2 separate regions of the Mus musculus genome follow, and region 1 is linked to region 2. A link is a contact called in public Hi-C data. All regions are on one chromosome and are shown on one strand. Each heading gives the region's core, a stretch centred on a gene start, on an enhancer-like site or on the middle of the called end of the contact. The rest is flanking DNA. Distances are from core to core; before and after follow the strand shown.

Region 1 (2,972 bases), core at 391-2,890, 41 kb after region 2:
TTAGAGTCTATCTTTATAAAGAAAGCCCTCTTCTTGGCTGCCTGGGCCCCAAACTTTAACTCCTTCCCATCCCATCTTCCCCTCTTGCGACCCAGCTGACCCTTTTTAGACTTAGAAGCGAGAGGATCAGGGAAACAGTGTTCACAGCCCAGATAGAAAACTAGCCCAGAGGAGGGTTTCCAACCAACAGATGCCAATTTGCATTCTATTTACATGTAATTTGCATGCAGTTTAACTCCAAGTGCGGTTATTCCCAAAGCTCTGAGTGCCCACCAAAGAAACTTAGGAAATAACGTTCTCAAGTGCTTTGTCTACGGGGTGTGCTTAGCCTCTTCTGCATCCTCTTGTCTTTGTGGGGACCCCCGGAGCTTTCTGGACGCTGCTCAGGTGCCCCCACCCCGGCGCAGTCCGGCGGCCGATGCGGCGCGTGTGCTTGGGGGCCCCAGGCAGGGACGATGGTGCCCGCCACACTCCCGGGGCCTTTGTCCCTCTTCCAAAGAGCCGCCCCCTTGGCGAACAGAAGAAGAAGGGGGTAACTGGCTAGGCCGAGCTAGAACAGGGGGATGAACACTCTGATCTGGGGGCGTCCTCTGGAGCAAGGTCGGTGGGCCGATCCAAAACTGTTTAATCAGCTACCGCCGGCCAAGGAGGGGTGCTGGATCCTCATCTGTGCTCATCTCTCCCACCAGGTCCATGAAATGTGTGGGGTCCTTTGGGGCTTCGAGCCCCAGTCCCCTAGGAAGAGGGGACGTTGCACTGGGTAGTCCTTACCCCTAGCCTGGCTGCTTTCCTCAGAGGCCCAAGTGCCCTCGCCTGGGATAGAAATTCTTCCGCTTCACCATAAGCAGCCGCCCCTAGATTGCCAGCCCACTATTTGTCCCCCAGCTTCAGATTCCCTCCCTGTGGTGCCCACCCTCTCGCGCCTTTTTCCAAGAGTGCGTGGCCACTGCGGGCTGCAAGCTGGGTTCCCCAGACCCTGCGGCAGGTGAGATTTCAGGTCTCCAAAGGCCGGCCCCTGCCTCAGGCCATGTAGTGCTTAGTTCAGGACCAGCACCCTGGCTGTCCTCGCACCCCACCAACCGCCAGGCCCCCTGGAACCTGCAGGCGACGTCCCTCACAGGGGTCACTAGCACAGGGCCAGATTCCCCTTTATTCCCAGACGCTTGTAGTCTGTCCTCACCCCGGACCATAGTCAGAGCCTTAGTTCGTGGATTCCCCCACCAGATAAAGGTCCCCAAACCACTGCCCTCGGTCGGTCCAATGCGGCTCCTCTCCCGCCGCACTGTGGCACCCCTCACTCGAACCCCACGGCTTCTGCAGATGTACCCCAAGGAGGAGGAGGAGGGGGAGAAGGGAGAACAGAAAAAGCACGAGCCAGGATCCGCTCCGGATCTTTCCAAAATCACGGCGGGAAAAGTTTCTGGGGTCCCTACGGCGCCCTCCCCGTGCCCGCGCTGGCTGGTACTCACCGACCCTCGCGTCCCCGCAGCGCCGACGCTCCTGCTGGCCCTGGGCCCAAGTCACATCTCTGCAGCGCGCCCGCGGCCCCCGCTCCGCGCACGCCCGCCAGCCGAGCCCGCCTCACTGCATCGCCCTTCCGAGCTGCGGCCGCGCGAGGCGCCCCCTGGCCCGGCCCGCGCTGCAGCAGCCGCGGCCCCGCCTCTCCGTTAGGCCCCGCCCCAGCAAGCCCCGCCCCTGCCGGGTCTGCAGCTCTGCTCACCACCAGGACCAGAGCCACAGCTTGCTCGCATCCCCAGGCGCCTTCCTGGCTTGCTCGGAGCGCTAAGACGGCTTTCTCACCCAAAACTCCTGGTGCCCCAAATTCGAGGACATCTCCTCCTCCCTATTAAGAGTCCAGACGCACAGTTGCTCAGATTGATCTGTAGAAACATCCTCAGCCACATAGGACGCAATATTCCTACGAGGATCCTAGAGGGGCACTCCCCTCACACACCGGCAGCAGGTCTTGGACAAGGTTCTACTGCATGCGTTCTAAAGTCACCAAAGCCTCGCTGTGATGCACTTAGGAAGGTCCCCGATGAGCACATTCCCTGCCCTCTTCCACCCTGCTCCAGCCCGTCCTTTCCTCTTTAAGCACACTGAACCCAGCACCGATATCTTTGGCTATCCCAAACGTGACCATCACCGAGGTGACCTCCTCACGATGGTCCGTGTACAAGATCACCACCATCTCTTACACATCATTCACATAGGCACACACCCGCCACTCTCTTGGGCACACATACCTAGAGAGACCAGATTCTGGCTGTGCGCTGCACTGACGCTCAGGGCACAGATACCTCCAGTGACCACAGGGCAGGCATCGGACATACATGCTGGAGGAGTCTGGGACATCGCTCACCTGGCTGTCTGAGGTCAGCATCATCTAGGCTAGGCTTAGGGAGACTGCGCTTCGGCATCCCCTGCAGCGAGCTGTCAGTCTCGGGTTGTTCCTTACCTTTTCTTAGTCCCTGAAAGTCCTTTTCTCTCTTTCTTCAAGTTAGTTTTCTCCAGGGTCAGGCCACATAGAGCTTGGCTATGCGTCTCTGTGAATACACACACACACACACACACACACACACACACACACACACACACACACATATGTATATTTTAAGGACACATGTAAGGGACGTGCTCCTATGACACAGCCCTTCCCCATGTTAGCGACATTGTCCCGGCGCCAGAAACAGGGCTTGGTACACAGTAGGCGTTTGTTAAATGTTTTGCAGGACAAGGTCTTCCCAAGCTAGTACTGGTCAGACCGAAGAACTGGAACGTGGATGTGCACTGTCCCCTGGTGGTAGTTTGTGGAATTGACACCGACAGCTTTTAAACGTTTGCCTTCCTGGTCTTCAGGACCTCAACTGTGTAACCCAGACTGTTTTAATATGTGACCACTGGTGTACACCTGGAATACATTGTAAAGTTCTCCGCACAGGCATCTGGCCTTTGAAAGTTCCGTTCAGTGT
Region 2 (3,167 bases), core at 214-2,713:
GCTAGGTAGTGCCATCACTGCTGACTCGTGTTTGCTATGACTTTACTGAACTGGACTGCTGGTGAAGTGTTTGCAAGTGGATCGAGCTGCTGCTGCTAGCTTGTGAACTGAACTGCTGATTTCCACACGACACAGACAAGAGTTGCTCCAAAGAACCTTTCTAAACAGGTCCACTTCCCCATATCCTTTCTTTCCCACTACCTCTGGTGGGTAGTGGGCTAAAAGGGAGATTAAAGCATTTAAGAACCATCATTAAAAATAGATTTTGAAAAAATTAAGGTTATGTTCTACAGCATGGTTCAAAAAGCCACCCCCACAACTTGTCTTATGACATGCCTCTTAGAGTTGGAACTGTTTCTTCTTCATAGCACAGGACATAAAGAAATATGTGGCTGCACTTGACCTTGGCCGCAGTACATGGTGGGGGAAATGACCCTGGCTGGCCAGGCCCTGTTCCCCAGCTTTGGATCGAGCATCTGCTAGGTTTTAGATGGTGCTTCGTTCATTCCTTTGTAAACTCCCTCTTGCTGTGGGATGGATTTAACTTGGCCATTGGTAGGAGTTTTAACCTGTCCAGTCCCTGGAGTCATTTCTACTTTGCTACAGCAATTTTACTGAGATGGAACTCACATGGCACACAACTCATTTAACCCCCTTTTTATTTGTTTTGTGTGTTGTTCCTAGGGCCCCACTAGACAGGAATGTCCCCAACAGCAAGGATGAGCTGGCTTTTGCTCCTTCCTTCTCCATTCCCACCTTCTCCCCTCCCATGGCTGATTGAAGCACTCTTCCACTGTGCTGTATCCTCATCCCCACCCCCTCTCTATTTCTTTTTCTTCTGTTATTTGAAAGTTCCTTCCTATATATAACGTGGAGTGCCCCCCATGCACATACACTATGCTTGGACCCATCAACCCCCAGCAAGGTGTCCATTCCTGTTTTAGTTTTCTACAGTGCAGTTCCAGCCATTGATCTCTCCTTTGATGACCCACAGTCTCTATAGTGGTAACAAGGGTCCCAGTCACTGAGTGCTTGTCCTGAAGCAAGCACACCACTTGCAGCACTTCAGCCTCCTCATCTTCACACACTCCTCTGAAGTAGACAGCTGATCACATCTTATGGATAAGGAAACTGAGTCACAGAGAGGCTAAATGTTATACCCAAAGCTGCAAAGCAAAAGGGTGACCCCAGAGTCCTCCCTGTCCCCCTCATATTGCTGCACTGTGTGGCTGTCACCTATGGAGTGGCAGTGCTTAGGGGACCTGAAGGTGTTTCGTAGAGCATCTGTCAGGATCCTGCCTCTGAGTCCATTGCCCAGGGCATAAAGCACATGGTCCTTTAGGCCTTAGAGAGCAACAGTGCCACCTGCCAAGCGGCTCCCTCCCACCCCCACCCTGTGAGTTTGTTGACTCACGGTATTCACCCTTACAATCTAAATTTAGAATCCAAACAGCTAAAGTGTCTACCAGTTTTCAGATCCGACTCTCATTAGTTTGAGCTTGAATGCATTTAAAGGCACAGAGCTAAGGAGCCTGGACGTTACAAAGCACAGACTGGTTTCCTTTTCCTATCCTTTAATACCTGCCCACTCACCAATCTGTGAGGTTTCACCACGAGAAGGGAGAAAAGCAAGGTATCAAAGGTCTTCAGCTCCTCCCTCCGCTTGCTCCTATTCCACAGGAAAGCTTGGCACAGCTTTGTGGGGCTCTGTGGGGCTCCATTCGAGGAGGCGGCTCTGGATGACACTCAGGGCCATGCAGTTTGTCCTGTTGTTACTGCAAGCATCGCATTCACCTCATTCCCTTTTACAACATTCAGAAATGTATCAGGAAGAGCGTCTGGTAATGGCAGAACTACAGGAGCCTCAAGAACGGCATCGGGAGTGAGGCCAGAGGTCATTGTAACTGCATCCTTGAGCCACACATGAACTTTCCTCATAGTTCAGCTTTTACCTATAAGTCCGGCTATAAATACAGGAGTTGATTTAATGTTCCCACAAATCCTCACTGGCTGTGTGATGGTAAACATGCTACTCAGCCTCTCTGACCTTTGGTTTCTTCATCTGAGCAATGGACATTATATCCCCACCCCCATTTTAGAGAGACTCAGATGAGATAATACCCATGTTTAAGCTTCTTTTCCTGATTCTGTGATATCTATATCTATAGATATAACAAAAACAAACAAACAAAAACCAACCAAGACAACTTACAGGAGAATGGGTTTTTGTTTTGACTCACCATTCCAGGTACAGTCCGTCATGAAGGAGAAGTCATGACCACAGGAGCCTGAGGGACCCTGTCTCATTGTATATTCAGCCAGGAAGCAGAGATCAATGGCTGTTTGGACTCAGCTCATTTTCTCCTTTTTGTACAGTCCAGGATCTCACCCACTGTGGGCAGATCTTCTTACCTCCATTAACCTAATAGAGGCATTGCCACACACGTATGCTCGCAGGCCCATCTCCCAGGTGATTGTAGATTTTATCATGTAGACAAAAGAAGCTGACCATTATGGCATGCAACCATTAGGAATGATGCTACCATAAGCCTCATTCACAAGATTCCTTGTAAGCATGCATTTCACTTCTCTTGGTTATATGTTTAAGAGTGGAATTGCTGGGCCATGTGCTAACTTTAGTGTGTGTGTGTGTGTGTGTGTGTGTGTGTGTGTGTGTGTCCCCAAGAACTCCCAGAGAGCTCTCCAATGTGGCTGAGAAAGGTCACATGCCCACCAACCATGCGGGAAGATGTTTCTACATGAACATGCCTGATATGATACATGTCACTCAGTATTATCTGTTAGATTAGTCATTGTAGTGGGTGTCAGATGGCATCTCATTTGTATTTTTTAGTGACTAATGCTGTTGGGGATCTTTTCTGAGCATGTTGGTCATTACTATGTCTACTCTGTAGAAATACCAGAGCTGAGCTTTTGTCCCTTTAAATGGGGTTCTTTGTATTAATTAGGAAAAGTTTTGTGTGTGTGTGTGTGTGTGTGTATTGTGCATTCAAGTCCTTAATCAAATCCACAATTTCAGTTCTGTGGGATGTGTTTCCTCCCCTGCCCCTTTGCAGATCTAAATAGCCAGTCATTAGCAGTGCTGAGAGTTCCTGTTTTTTCTGAGTCCTAACTTTAGTTACAAAAGATGAAGGATGGAAACAGAA

The links. Hi-C and Micro-C count contacts between places; a contact is called where the count stands out from the background.
Region 1: a Hi-C map of cortical neurons shows a contact between it and region 2, with 4 times the contacts expected there. The contact joins the promoter of Gprc5b here to the enhancer-like site in region 2. A contact is called at or near these places in 2 of 39 promoter capture datasets (hippocampal neurons and liver), 1 of 15 datasets of contacts at CTCF or cohesin (the NIH/3T3 cell line), 9 of 484 Hi-C or Micro-C datasets (the HL-1 cell line, brown adipocytes, cortical neurons and 4 more) and 8 of 115 datasets of contacts at active chromatin or transcription factors (bone marrow-derived macrophages, embryonic stem cells, neural progenitor cells and 1 more).

The regions. Positions count from the first base shown.
Region 1 is chr7:118,993,571-118,996,542 of GRCm38.p6, forward strand. It overlaps Gprc5b (G protein-coupled receptor, family C, group 5, member B), which reads right to left and starts at 1,641. Exons shown (of 4, transcript NM_022420.2): 1 at 1,470-1,641.
Region 2 is chr7:118,952,443-118,955,609 of GRCm38.p6, forward strand. The region is part of intron 8 of Iqck (IQ motif containing K); the gene reads left to right. Among named protein-coding and RNA genes, the nearest start is that of Gm39076, 31 kb to the right of the region's middle. Within about 2 kb of position 1,464, at least 14 of the 459 cell types and tissues checked have an H3K27ac peak or open chromatin away from gene starts, as enhancers often do. A contact at or near this core is called in the HL-1 cell line, cortical neurons and neural progenitor cells, where this site is marked.